Linked DNA regions of Triticum aestivum: region 1 is linked to region 2. The links are chromatin contacts, called in public Hi-C maps. All regions are on one chromosome and are shown on one strand. The core of a region is the stretch at or near the end of the contact, and the rest is flanking DNA. Distances in the headings are between cores, read along the strand shown.

Region 1 (2,833 bases), core at 318-2,817, 42 kb after region 2:
ATCAGCTTGACATCCTCACTGCCCATATAATACTAGGCTATGCACATCAGCAGGTAGCTATGATCTCATACATCTTGCCTCTTACCACTTGTATTAGGAGCATAGCTGAATCAGATTGGCATCCTCCATCACTCATCACCATTACTTAACTGTTGACCCTGAGCCCCAAGTCCTTGCCATTTTTCTTGGCACCCAATCTTCCGGTGTCGACACTTGAGAAGTTGAGATCAACACTGCTCAGAAAATCTGTCCCACAAAGATTTCTTTGACACGAGATGTCGAAATCGGTTGCGTGGTCGGTGCTCTTAGCCACATAAGACCGGTGCTGATTGGGCGAGGGAGGGGCCGCGAAAGGGATAGCTACCTAATCATGTGTGTTAATAATCATGTCAGTCTCTGGTTTGAACCTGTCAAGATTCTCCATACACTTGTAGCACCCAGTGGCAGATCAGCATTGAACATAGCAAACTTCTTAACCAAGTGTGTTTGCACATGACCTGGATGGAGCTAATCATGTAATTAGGAACCGTATATTACGGTGTTGTTCTATACTGTCTCATATAAGAGGATAAAAATATGTGGTCAGATGCAGGTCCATGAACATGCTCCTAGATTCAGAGGGTTGTCTGCATTATTGCCATTATTTTGCAGTTCCAAGGAAGCTACAGGCGGTTTTTATTATGATCCCAAGAGCATAAAATCTCTGTCTGAATTCAGCCCCATGTGACGCGTCTAGTTAACAACAACAGGAGCCACAACTACCGCTAAACTAAACAAATAATAAAGCCTCAAAATTAAGCAGCATGTGGTGGATGATGATCATTACAGTCAGGAGAGGAGACTTTGGAGTCGACGCCGGTGCTGCAACGAACAGCGACGTCGACGACCCGCCTGATGACGCAGCCGTGCCAAGTCATCGAAGTGAGGTCAGGATAAGCCAGTTGTGATCATGCAGCTGTTCACAACTGGAACCGGCATGACCTTAAGCGCAATTATCATGCATAACAACTGGTTAACAAGACAATCCTGAGTTGAACACTATAATTTAGTTCAGTTGGAGTATGCAGTGAACCTCTTGCTTGCCACCTGTGAAGGATAGGGACAGGATATCTTCAGGCCTAAGTCAGATCTCTTTCTGACCTAATACATGTGTTAATCTATAATTAGTTTTTTCATTGATGGGAAATACCAGGAATTCCTAGTGCATATGTTTATAAAAAAGAATGTGGTTAACATATGTAGAGGTAAAAAGAAAGGAAGGAGGAAGAAAAAATAAAGGCAGATCACAAAATCTGAGATGAAAGCTCCTCAACAGTTAGTTCAGTTGGGGTATGCAGTGAACAGAGACAGGAGGATTATCTTTAGGCCTAGCCTCTTTCTCCCTCTACACATTTTGTACATTTCCCGCGCCTCTCCCTTTGCATATATTTATAATTTGTTCATAAATTTATATACCGTCGGGGCCTCCTCCACAGCTCTTTTTTCTAGAAAAAACAGAGACGGCGAGAGCGGGCGGTCCGCGTATATATAAGTAAGCACTTTGGAGGCAGCTAACCAACCAACCACCCCCTCATTAACAAAGCACCCAACCATCCAACCTTGAGAAGGTGAGAGCTCAGCTGGGAGAAGAGAAGAGAACACAGGAGAAGAGCAGGAAAGGGAGATCATCATCAGGCTCTGAAGAAACGGAGAAAAAAGTAAGCATCTCTTCCAACCAATCCTCCTGTTCATGATTCTTCCCCCTTCCTCCCTTTTCTCCTCTTCATCGCAACGGAGCTCTGCGCTTCGCTTCCGCTCTGCGCCTTCGGTCTTCCGAACGAAAGATCCTCCTCAGAAATTATTACTGCTACTTCTTTTGCTTGTTCTAAAGAAAGAGACAGAGAATTCTTTTTCTTTCCTTTTTTGGAAGCAGAATTGTCATGCTCCATCAAGGAGGTTGGAATGAACCTGCTTCTTAATCAGAAACTATCTTTGATCCCAACTAACACTGGAGGTTGTTGTAGGTAACTAACCGGTGGTTGCTGCCTGACGCCGGCGGCCATGGCCACCGTCGGGCCGCCTGGCGCCTTTCGGAGGATCACCGTGCACTACAGCAGCACCGCCGGGGACGATGCCAACCACGATGACTTCCTCGAGTATGTGATCGGTGATGTTCTTCAACACCAGGTACGCTTCATATTAGCATCTGCACTTTTCAAGAAAAATTCTGTGGTCAACTGAAACCTTTTTTTTAATTAACAGTTCTCATTTGTTTTCTTAGGAGGGCCTGCACCAATCCTTCGGCACAGGGGCCCCTGGTGCATCCTGGAGCATGCATTGCTGCCATGGGGAGAGCAGCCGTGGCACAGCAGCAGAAACCTCAGGAACTTCAGATGAACAGATCGCAGCTGACCTCAAATACGCCAGGATGCTGCAGGAGATGGAAGATCTGGATGTGGACACGCCTCCCAACGACGACGAACAAGACGGTACGCGATGCTTTTGATTCAGTTCAGCCAAGGCACATGATGTTTGCTGATCATCATCTGATATATTGGTGTCTTGTGTGGCTTAAATTCAGATATAAGCTGTGTGCCTTCCCCATCTGACACCGATGATGACGATGACCGCGGCGACGAAGAGGAGGTGATTTATTATAGGAACCAATATTTGTAGTTGCTTGCTTGTTAAGCTAGTTATCTGCAGCTTGCATCAAACTAAAAATTCCAAGACCGGTTTGCAGACTGCTAGGCAGGATGATGATGATGACAACGACGACACCAACGACGATGTTGATCCAGACAACATGACATATGAGGTTTGTCTTCAATGAATGTCCCACAGTTTCTTTTTC
Region 2 (2,852 bases), core at 69-2,568:
TTTTAAAAAACGAATATAAAGTGTAAATTATATGTTTGCAAAATGTAAGAAAATGTTTCGTGCCATTTATAAGAATGTGAAATTCGTAAAACAAATGTTCACACAATTACAAAATATGTTTATGACATTTTAAAAAATGTTTATACAATGTACGTGTAATTTTAAAAAAAATCACAGCATTGAAAATGTTCAACAGATATTTAAAAAAATTAAGCTGTATTCAAAAAAATCTTCATCATGTATTTGAAAAAAAATTAATGTGTATAAAAAATTTATATGTGTGTTAAAAAGTGGACATGTATTAAAAAAAATGGAAAGAATTGAAAAAAATCATACAAATGAAAACCAGAGAAAAAGGGTAAAATAGAAAAAAAAATGAAAGAGAAACCAATGAAAACCATAAAGAAAATACACAAGGAAACGAAAAAACCCGGCATGGAACCTAAACAAACCGGTCGAGACCGATGTAAGGTTCCATGTTATTGGGCTAGCCCACCCTACTGCTCGCTTGAGGTGAGGAGCTAGTGAGGCATAGCCCTAGCAATTGCGGGTATGGGATCTCACTGGGCTAAATCATGGTCCTTTTGCCACAGGCCACTGTGCACGTGGCGGGCTTCTCTCCTATCGACCATGTTTCCACTAGCTTTGTTGCCATCAGTTTTTTCAAAAAAGAGAATTACCCCGGGCCTCTGCATCAAGTGATGCACACAGCCATAGCTTTGTTTCCACCTTCGCTACGAAAATTAAATTTGAAAGCGATGGCTTTTGTATTTACGTAGTACTATAGTTTTCCTAGCTCTATGTCATGTTTATTTTGATATAGTTTGTGAATTTAAAATTTCAAGGCAATATTTTTAATATATATTGCTCATTGTGTTCTTTCTTAACTTTTTTTTTTTGCAATTTGGGTCGTGCGGATGGCGGTGCTTTGGCCGTTTATCTGCACCAAAATGTCGGGGCGGGCTTTGGTTTACTTCACCTTGAGCGGTCGTGCTGCCTGCTTTGTTGCATTCAGCTAAATAACTTGCTATACCCGTAAAAGAAATTTTGCTATATCCACATGTTATTCACAAAAGGAAAACTTGATAACTTGTTTTTGCCATGCATGCGAGCTGAAACCCGCGTGGAAGAGACTCGTAGCAAGTACTCCCTCCGTCCGGAAATACTTGTGATAAAATAGTTGTATCCATAACTAAAAAAAGTCTAGATATATTCATTTCTAGCAGAAGTATTTTCGGACGGATGGAGTACAGTAGTAACCTTTACGTGCATTCAGCTGTGCACATCAATCTAGATATCGAAAGCCGTCGCGTCGTCATCTGCCCAAGGTGTGAACGTGTGTTCAGACAGGACACTCCACAAGGACGCCGGTCAATGCTGAGGATTCAGACACATGTGATATTGTGCATAACACTTAATTCCATTCAGGCTATTTTTGCAGTTAGGGGTTTATTTTCTGAAGAGCACTCGATGGGTGAGTTACATAGATCAACCTGAGGAAGTTACCATCTCATGTCCTGAAAAATAGAGCAGCTAAAACCTTGTCCAAATAGGCAGATGGAAAGCCAAGGAGAAGGAGAAGATGCCATCATCTCCGTCGATATTTTTCCCCCTAGGTAATTTAATCACGGGTGGACGCACAGACGGTAATTATCTATCCCCACCAACTAACACGCAAAAAAAAGGTGCAATGTGTTGTCCCCGTCAACCTGAATTAAGAAGACAAGTGTAATGAATCAGCTTGACGTCCTTCATCGCTCGGTCGGTTGACTTGACCCAAGTCTTTGGCCTCATTGGTGCGCAGCGCGCAATCTTCTCAGAAGACGGCCACACAGATTTGGCCGGTGATCTTTCCCTTCTTAGCCACGCAACGCACGGGTAATTTATGTGCACCTGCAACTATAACTCTGGCAACCGTGTCTTTTTTATCCTTGGTTATCTATGCCGAAGAACTAGCGCGGGAACGTCTTATGACTTGCAGGAGCCCTGCCTAATTATGGGTGTATGCACAAAACTACAACAAATGGTAATTATCTCCACCAACTGACACAAAACCGTAGCGCGACGTCTTGTCCCTGCCAACCTGAATGAATTAGCTAGGGACACAATGAGCTGAGGGTCCTCCACATCATTCGGTTGCTTGTTTTTGGCCTTTCCATGGCACCCAATTAATCTCCTCTCCTCGTAAACAGACAGGGGAGCACACATGTCAATGCTGAGGATTCAGATAGATAGATAGACAGGCAAAGGTGACTGGGAAGATGAACAAATTCCATTCGGGTCATTTTCACATCACGTAGGAATCGAGCCATCGGATCACAAGGACGTCGCGCTCGCGGACGGGCTCCGACTTACTTCAGACGGTAATTATCTATCCCCACCAACTAACACAAAAAATTACTACCGTGTGTTGTCCCTGTCAGCCTGAATTAAGAACGCAATCAGCTTGCCGTCATCCACTGCTCGGTTGGTTGCTTGACCCCAAGTCCTTGGCCTCTTTCGTGGCACGCAATCTTCTCCAAAGACGGCCGGCCGCAAAGGTTTGCTCGACGTCGATATCTAGCGTGGCCGGTGATCTTTCTTAGCCACGCATGTATAATTTTTGTGCACTTTTGCTAAAGCTCTGGCAATTGTTTTTTGTTTTGCTAACGCACTCAACCCCAACCTCGAGCACCAAGTGTGGGAATCGTGAGGAATATATGTTCAGATACTGCCCACTGAGCCCAGAACCAGGAGCACGCTGGTAAAATTAAAGTTGAGGATTCAGGTAGACAGTCAAAAAGTGACTGAAGAAGAGCAGCTCCATTCAAGGTCGTTTTCACAGTTATAGAAATCGAACCGTCGAATCATAA

Evidence for each region. Hi-C and Micro-C count contacts between places; a contact is called where the count stands out from the background.
Region 1: a Hi-C map of leaf shows a contact between it and region 2, with 2.8 times the contacts expected there. The contact joins the promoter of LOC123148413 here to the enhancer-like site in region 2. A contact is called at or near these places in 2 of 5 Hi-C or Micro-C datasets (both in leaf).

The regions. Positions count from the first base shown.
Region 1 is chr7A:27,359,686-27,362,518 of IWGSC CS RefSeq v2.1, forward strand. It overlaps LOC123148413 (E3 ubiquitin ligase BIG BROTHER-related), which reads left to right and starts at 1,568. Exons shown (of 8, transcript XM_044567839.1): 1 at 1,568-1,697; 2 at 2,004-2,166; 3 at 2,261-2,468; 4 at 2,561-2,625; 5 at 2,723-2,797. The coding sequence starts at 2,041. It overlaps LOC123148415 (a long non-coding RNA gene), which reads right to left and starts at 2,146. Exons shown (of 3, transcript XR_006473820.1): 1 at 2,013-2,146.
Region 2 is chr7A:27,317,738-27,320,589 of IWGSC CS RefSeq v2.1, forward strand. No RefSeq gene overlaps it. Among protein-coding and RNA genes, the nearest start is that of LOC123148413, 42 kb to the right of the region's middle. Within about 2 kb of position 1,319, at least 1 of the 8 cell types and tissues checked has an H3K27ac peak or open chromatin away from gene starts, as enhancers often do. A contact at or near this core is called in leaf, where this site is marked.